Regions from separate parts of the Sus scrofa genome. Here region 1 is linked to region 2. The links are chromatin contacts, called in public Hi-C maps. All regions are on one chromosome and are shown on one strand. Each heading gives the region's core, a stretch centred on a gene start, on an enhancer-like site or on the middle of the called end of the contact. The rest is flanking DNA. Distances are from core to core; before and after follow the strand shown. Region 1 holds the start of BUB3 (mitotic checkpoint protein BUB3). Region 2 holds the start of PLEKHA1 (pleckstrin homology domain-containing family A member 1).

Region 1 (3,038 bases), core at 443-2,942, 740 kb after region 2:
ACACACACACACACACACGGCTTTGCATTTGGATTTAAAATGATGTTTAAGACTCCATTGTGGCCAGATTTCCTATCTCAGGACTATCAATTCATTTGAATAATCAGCAAAATCATCAGCCTCCTTTCAGGGTCTAAACTGGATTTAAAAGATTGACGTTTCTTAAAACTCAAATCGAGTCCGGCTGCAACTGCATGCCCAGAGGGACCTGAATCATACACACACTGGATAATGAAATACACTTAGATTTTATTAGCGGATAATTCATGCTCAGAATCTCGAAACACTAGTAGAATTAAATAAACAACTGGGAGAGGGAACCAAATAAAATTATTTGGAGATAAAATTATTTAACCAAAATTAGAGTGGAGGCAAGGCACTGCACTTTAAAATTCTTAACCTAGCCATTAAGTTGTTGAAAGAGAACCAAGCATGAGGACTGGTGAGGAGGGAGGGCAAAGATCTGTCCTTTTGGCTGGAATATCATCAATACACTGGGCAGAAGGGTGGTTGTTGTGTGTTGACCGTGTCAAGACTCATAAAGAGAAGTGCACCTGAGTCTGTGTATTTGAATGGTTTAAGGACCAACAACACTTTTTTCTCTACCAAGGTACCTTAGAAAGTAAACACCTTAAGCTCAACAATTTCCTCCCACTTCATACGAAATCACATAGTAAAATAGTGAAAAAGACCTTATAGCATGGATTAAATTGAAAAATTTCAGTGAGCCTTTGATATTCAAGAGTAAGTCGCAGCTTCTAGTTATAAATTAAGTATTGCATTTCTTTCAGGGAGGCCAAATTATTTCTTAATACAGAAGCAACCTTCTTGATTCTTCTCTTTCTGGAAGATTCTAGAAACAGAAAATAGAGCAAACCTAACCTGGAAGTTTAGGGAGTTGTTGGGGTGGGGGGTGGATGGGGAGAAGCTTGTAGCTATCATTTCAGGACCCTACTTGAACATATGTCTAAAAGAAGCTTTTGCGCTTTAATACATTGTGAGTGTTTGTTCCCCAGTCTGTTCAACCTCCTGGACAGAGTTCCTTGAACAAACAATGGTCTGATTAATGCACATTTCCAATCTCTCACCAGGCCTGGCACACACTGGGTGCTCAATTAATGTTTGCAGAAAGATGGAATGAAGAGACAAAGAAGAGTATAAATAAGGATGAGTTTCTCTGAAGTCAGCAGATCTTACGACAGTGGTAAATGTGAGACCCTGGTTCATAGGTGGAAATTCCAGGAGAAAAAAGTAGGGAAAATACGCAATTGATTAGAGCAAATATTTCCCCATTCCAATTTTTGGTTCACTTCATGGGCATATATGTACGTCCAGTGGAAGGGAGACTAATTTAGCTCTATAAAAGTACTGACCAAAACGGGGTTATTGCGCGTGAGAAATTAACTGAGGTGGAGAGGGCGCCAAGAGTCAAACTAGAAAAAGCATCTTTCCCGCTTGCTATTCAGGAGACTACTAGGGCGTGGGCCCCCGAGGAGACTACATTTCCCAGCGTGCACATAAGGACAGGAGAGGGCGTGAGCGCTGCCTTGGCGCGATGCTCTTTGGGAATTGTAGTTTTCACTTGTCCAGGACCGGCGTGGCTGTTTCAGCCTAGTGGTGAAACGAGATCACGTGATCGGAAAGTCCGTGGTTCGCCTTTGAGCCGGAAGAGGTTGACTGGGTTGACCTACTCCCGCCTTCCGGCGGACCTATCGGCGGCCTAGAGTGAGGCGTTGGCGTTTGAAATCAGCCAATGGCAGGCATAGGCTGGAGCAGCTACTCCGCCTCCTTCGCCCGGCCCGCGAGTGCGGCGAGGGAAGCTCGGCGGCGGCGGCGGTGGCGCGCGGTGTCGAGCGGCGGCGAAGTTGCTTCTGAAGGGAGCCCAAGGTAGCGGGAAATGGTAGCCGGGCGCAGAAGTGAACTCCCCGGAAACTCCTGGGGCCTAGGGCTGGCGGAGCCGTCCTCTGGGAACCGGTTTCGCTTGTATAGCTCTTCCTTTATTGTAGGAGCATTCGGGGCGGCAGGCCTTGTTGGAGAGGCGGGCGTGCGGGAGCCCGCGGCGGGGAGGGGCGCGGCGGGCCAGACCGAAGGCTAGAGTTTGGGGTGCAGTGGCGTGAGCTTAAGAGGGGCGCGTTAGAGGGGCGGCAGTGGGTGGCGGTGAGGCCCGACCCTGGCTGGCGGGCCGGCCGAGCGCAGGCGCAGAGGCGGTGTCGCCGGCCTTCCCCAGGTCCCGCCCCCTGCTCCCCCCGCCCCCGCGACCGGGCCTTCAGCCAGTGCGGCCCCCCGGCCCCGAATTCTTGGGGACTCTCACTGAGCGCTTTTTCCGTAGATGACCGGTTCTAACGAGTTCAAGCTGAACCAGCCACCCGAGGACGGCATCTCCTCGGTGAAATTCAGCCCCAACACCTCCCAGTTCCTGTTGGTTTCTTCCTGGGACACATCCGTGCGCCTCTATGATGTGCCGGCCAACTCCATGCGGCTCAAGTACCAGCACACGGGCGCCGTCCTGGACTGCGCCTTCTACGTAGGTGTCTCCGCTCCTGCCCCCTTTTTATGTTATGAGATTCCTTTGTTAATAGCGTCCCTTTTCCAGTGTTGAGCAGGGGCTTTTGTCGTTGGAGTTATTTGTACAGCTTCACTAACTCCACTCCCTCTGCCCGAACACACATCTGCCCCAGGTACTGTTTTTTTGGTTCTCTTTTCTTTCTTTTCTTTTTTTTTTTTTTTTTTTGGCGCTGGGGACGTGCAAATGTCGGAAACTCGTTCTCCCCTTTGCTTCTAATGGAGTACCTCTGCAAACTTTCTGGGCATAATGAATTTGAAACTCAAAAGAAGACAGTAAAATTTGGCTGACTTATTAAAGGGAAGGCTTTTTAGTAACTACTAGGAATGCTTGTTTATTCTCGGTCACTGCGGTGAACAGTTCTTTCTTAATTTGATGACATAGGGTGTAGAACACTTATTTGTTCTATTTTTTGAACTTTTTTTTCTGTCTGCAATTAATGTTGAGCTTGTTGTACATCTTGAATGTAAAGGAA
Region 2 (3,064 bases), core at 169-2,668:
GGTTTGTCTCCTGCACATCTTCACATAGGAAGGATGTTCTGAAGGTGTTGATAAAGATTTCGAAGGGGGAAGGATGTGATCTAAGGCTGTGTGGGGGAAGGAAAGGAAGAAGGACTCAAATGAAACAAATATTTATTGAGAACCTGGTGTGTGCCATGCACTATGACAGGCGTGGCATATAATCCTTTCCCAGCTCTTTGCATGTCTGAATAATTCTGTTTTTTTTTTTAGGATTCAGCTCAAAATTCATTTCCCCTGAGAGCTTTCCCTGACCATTCTTCTTCTTCTTCTTTTTTTTTTTTTTTTTGGACTTTGTCTCTTCCAGGGCTGCACCCGCAGCATACGGAGGCCAGGTATGGAATCCGAAACCTCCTGGTTCCTAGTTGGATTCCTTAACCACTGAGCCACAAGGAACTCTTGACTATCCTTTTTAATGAGCCCCTCCTTACACTGTCTCTTTAACTTGTTTTGTTTCTCCAAGGCATTAACCATTAACATATGTATTTATCTTTATCCTTTTTTTTTTCTTTTCTTCCTCCACCCCAAACACCCTCTGACCCAGGCTGCACTTGAGGCACATGGAAGTTCCCAGGATTGGAATTGGAGCCACAGCCACATCAATTCCAAATCGGACCTACACCGCAGCTCACTGTAACGCCAGATCCTTAACCCACCGAGCGGGGCCACAGAGGGAACTGGCATTTTCATGGATACTAGTTGGGTTCATTACTGCTGAGCCACAAGGGGAACTCTCAATGTATTTTATCTTGCTTTTTAAGGACTAGCTCCTCCTACAGACTGCAGGCTCCATGACACTTGTTCTCAAGTGTATACCAAGTCTGGCCTTGACATGGTAGGCGCTCAACAAACACTTGAAATATTTACGAGTAAATATTTATGACAACACATATTTACGTTCCAGCCTTTGGACTAATCGAATTTCTACTAAACCACCCTTTAAGTTTCTCTAAGCCTCCTGTCCTATTAAGTAGGAAGTGGATCTACAGTTCTAGAGAGAAAGAAATTGTTAGGAGCAAAAAATTGGGGTGAAGAGTTGTAAAGCTTTTTTTCCCCAGGTCGCACAATAGCCTGTGAATTTATACCTCCTGGACTGATTATGGGACAGCTTACAAACTAATTATCTGCAAAAGAATGAAACTTATTTTTAAAGATCCCTGTGCCTGGAAGTTCTAGGCGGTGACATAAGACAATCCTGAATTCCACCCTCGAGCCAAGCCTGGTCGTCCTGAAAAACTACGAATCCCAGGATGCACCGCAGTGCAAGGGCCCAGAGCCCCGTGCGCGGTCCTCCCCGAGGCGTCCGGGGTCTCCTCCCTTGGAACCAGGAAAGACGCCCGGAACCCGGCCCACCACGCCTCCAGGACCTGCGCGGGGCGTGTCGGGACTTGTAGTCTCCGCGGGCTGGGAGTGCCTGCTCCGGAATCTCGGCCGCCGTCTGGGGGCTGAGGCGGCGCGGGCACGCGTGCGCAGTGCGCAGGCGGGCCGTCGTGGGCGCCGCTCCCGGCTTCTCACTGCCTGTGGGACCCCGGGCCGCGGCGGCGCGGGTGCTGCAGGTCCAGGGCCGCTGGGAAGTTCCGCGTGAGGACCTCCGCGGCGCCGGGGCGGGGTGAGCCGGGCCGGGCTCCGAGAGCGCGGCGCCCGCTGAAGCGAGCTGGGAGGCTCGAGGGGCTGGCGGGCACTGGTGAGTGCGGGGCGGCGGGCGGCGGGCGGCGCGGAGTCCCGGCCCCCGCGGCTCCTCTGCTCGCGGGTCCGCCCTTGCGGCTGCACCTGGGCGAGGCCGCGGGGCCGGCTCACCTGCGCGCGCCAGCTCCCGGCGGCGTCGTCTTCTCGCGGCTCCTTCCTTTATTGTTGTCCTGACCTCGGCCCTCGGCGGCGTCCGGCCGAGGAGGGTGGGGAGCCCGGCGGCGGTCGCCGTCGCCGGGGAGCTAGCCGGTGGTTCTGCTAAAAAGTGCGGTCGCGCCCTCCCCCTGGACGCCCGCGCCGGCCAGCTGTCCGGGGATTCCCGGCAGGCGACGCCTTTCGGAGTGGCTCGACTTCAGGGCTGTGCCCACCGGGGCTCAGCTGCCTTGGGCATCGTTTTTTATTATTTTCATGCGCTTTCATTTTAGGACTCACCGAGTCAAGTCGACTCCGCCCTGCGCCTTAGCATCCTGCAGTGTTAGTGCTTTCCCCTCGCACCTTAATTATGCAGATGACCAGTGCGACAGCTGGAAGTGACTTATCCAGGGTCACTCAGGTAGCACCAGGGAGGCAACCGGAACCCAGGTGTTTAAGCTTAGAGGCCAGCTGCCAGTCGCACCGCTTTGGAACAGTCTTGAGTGGTTTGTGGTTTATTTCAGATGCTTTCTATTGACCCTCCTGGATAGACCATCGGAGGGGAAAGTGTGGTCATAATGAAAGTAGTGTTTACTGCTTTTGGTAGAATTGTAGTTGTGCTGTGCCCCGAAGCAGAGCAGTTGCCCTCGGCTGGGCACCTAAATAGTGAAACTCCATCACTGTTTGGGGGCAGGTGCTAGTGCAGGTTATAGAAGATACAGCCAGGCAATTTGTGCCATTTTCCTCTCCTGTTTCACCTTCCAATCCTAGTACTTGTTTTCTTATTTTACGATTGATGGTTGTCTGTTTTGATAAGATTTTCTTTGCTTTGACGAAGTCATTGCCCTTTGTGAATTAGTTTTCTAACTAGAAAATCTTACTTCCTGTGTGCTTAATGACTGGAACCAATAGTGCACTATGCGGTTTTTACCATTGTCTTTTATCTTCCAACTACTGATCAATCTGCTCTATTTTCCCTCAAGCACTCAGCTCACATACTTTCTCTGGTTAATGCCATTGAAACACGTTGCAGCAAAATTTGGGTAAGCTTTTTATGATTCAGAGAAAAACTTGAAAAAAATCATTCTGTAAAACTATATTTTTCTTCACGAAAGAACTTGGGCTATTATTAAAAAAATAGTAAGATTCATGCTGACTAAACTGCTTATTCTCGTAACCGAAATTTTCATGTTGGGCAAAAAAATATTTCCCTAAATAGCGTTCGTTT

Evidence for each region. A called contact is a pair of places that touch in the nucleus more often than the background predicts.
Region 1: a contact with region 2 is called in a Hi-C map of liver, with 5 times the contacts expected there. The contact joins the promoter of BUB3 here to the promoter of PLEKHA1 in region 2. A contact is called at or near these places in 1 of 5 promoter capture datasets (liver) and 1 of 47 Hi-C or Micro-C datasets (liver).

Annotation. Positions count from the first base shown.
Region 1 is chr14:132,701,396-132,704,433 of Sscrofa11.1, forward strand. It overlaps BUB3 (mitotic checkpoint protein BUB3), which reads left to right and starts at 1,693. Exons shown (of 8, transcript XM_005671519.3): 1 at 1,693-1,887; 2 at 2,330-2,524. The coding sequence starts at 2,330.
Region 2 is chr14:131,959,514-131,962,577 of Sscrofa11.1, forward strand. It overlaps PLEKHA1 (pleckstrin homology domain-containing family A member 1), which reads left to right and starts at 1,419. Exons shown (of 13, transcript XM_005654150.3): 1 at 1,419-1,702.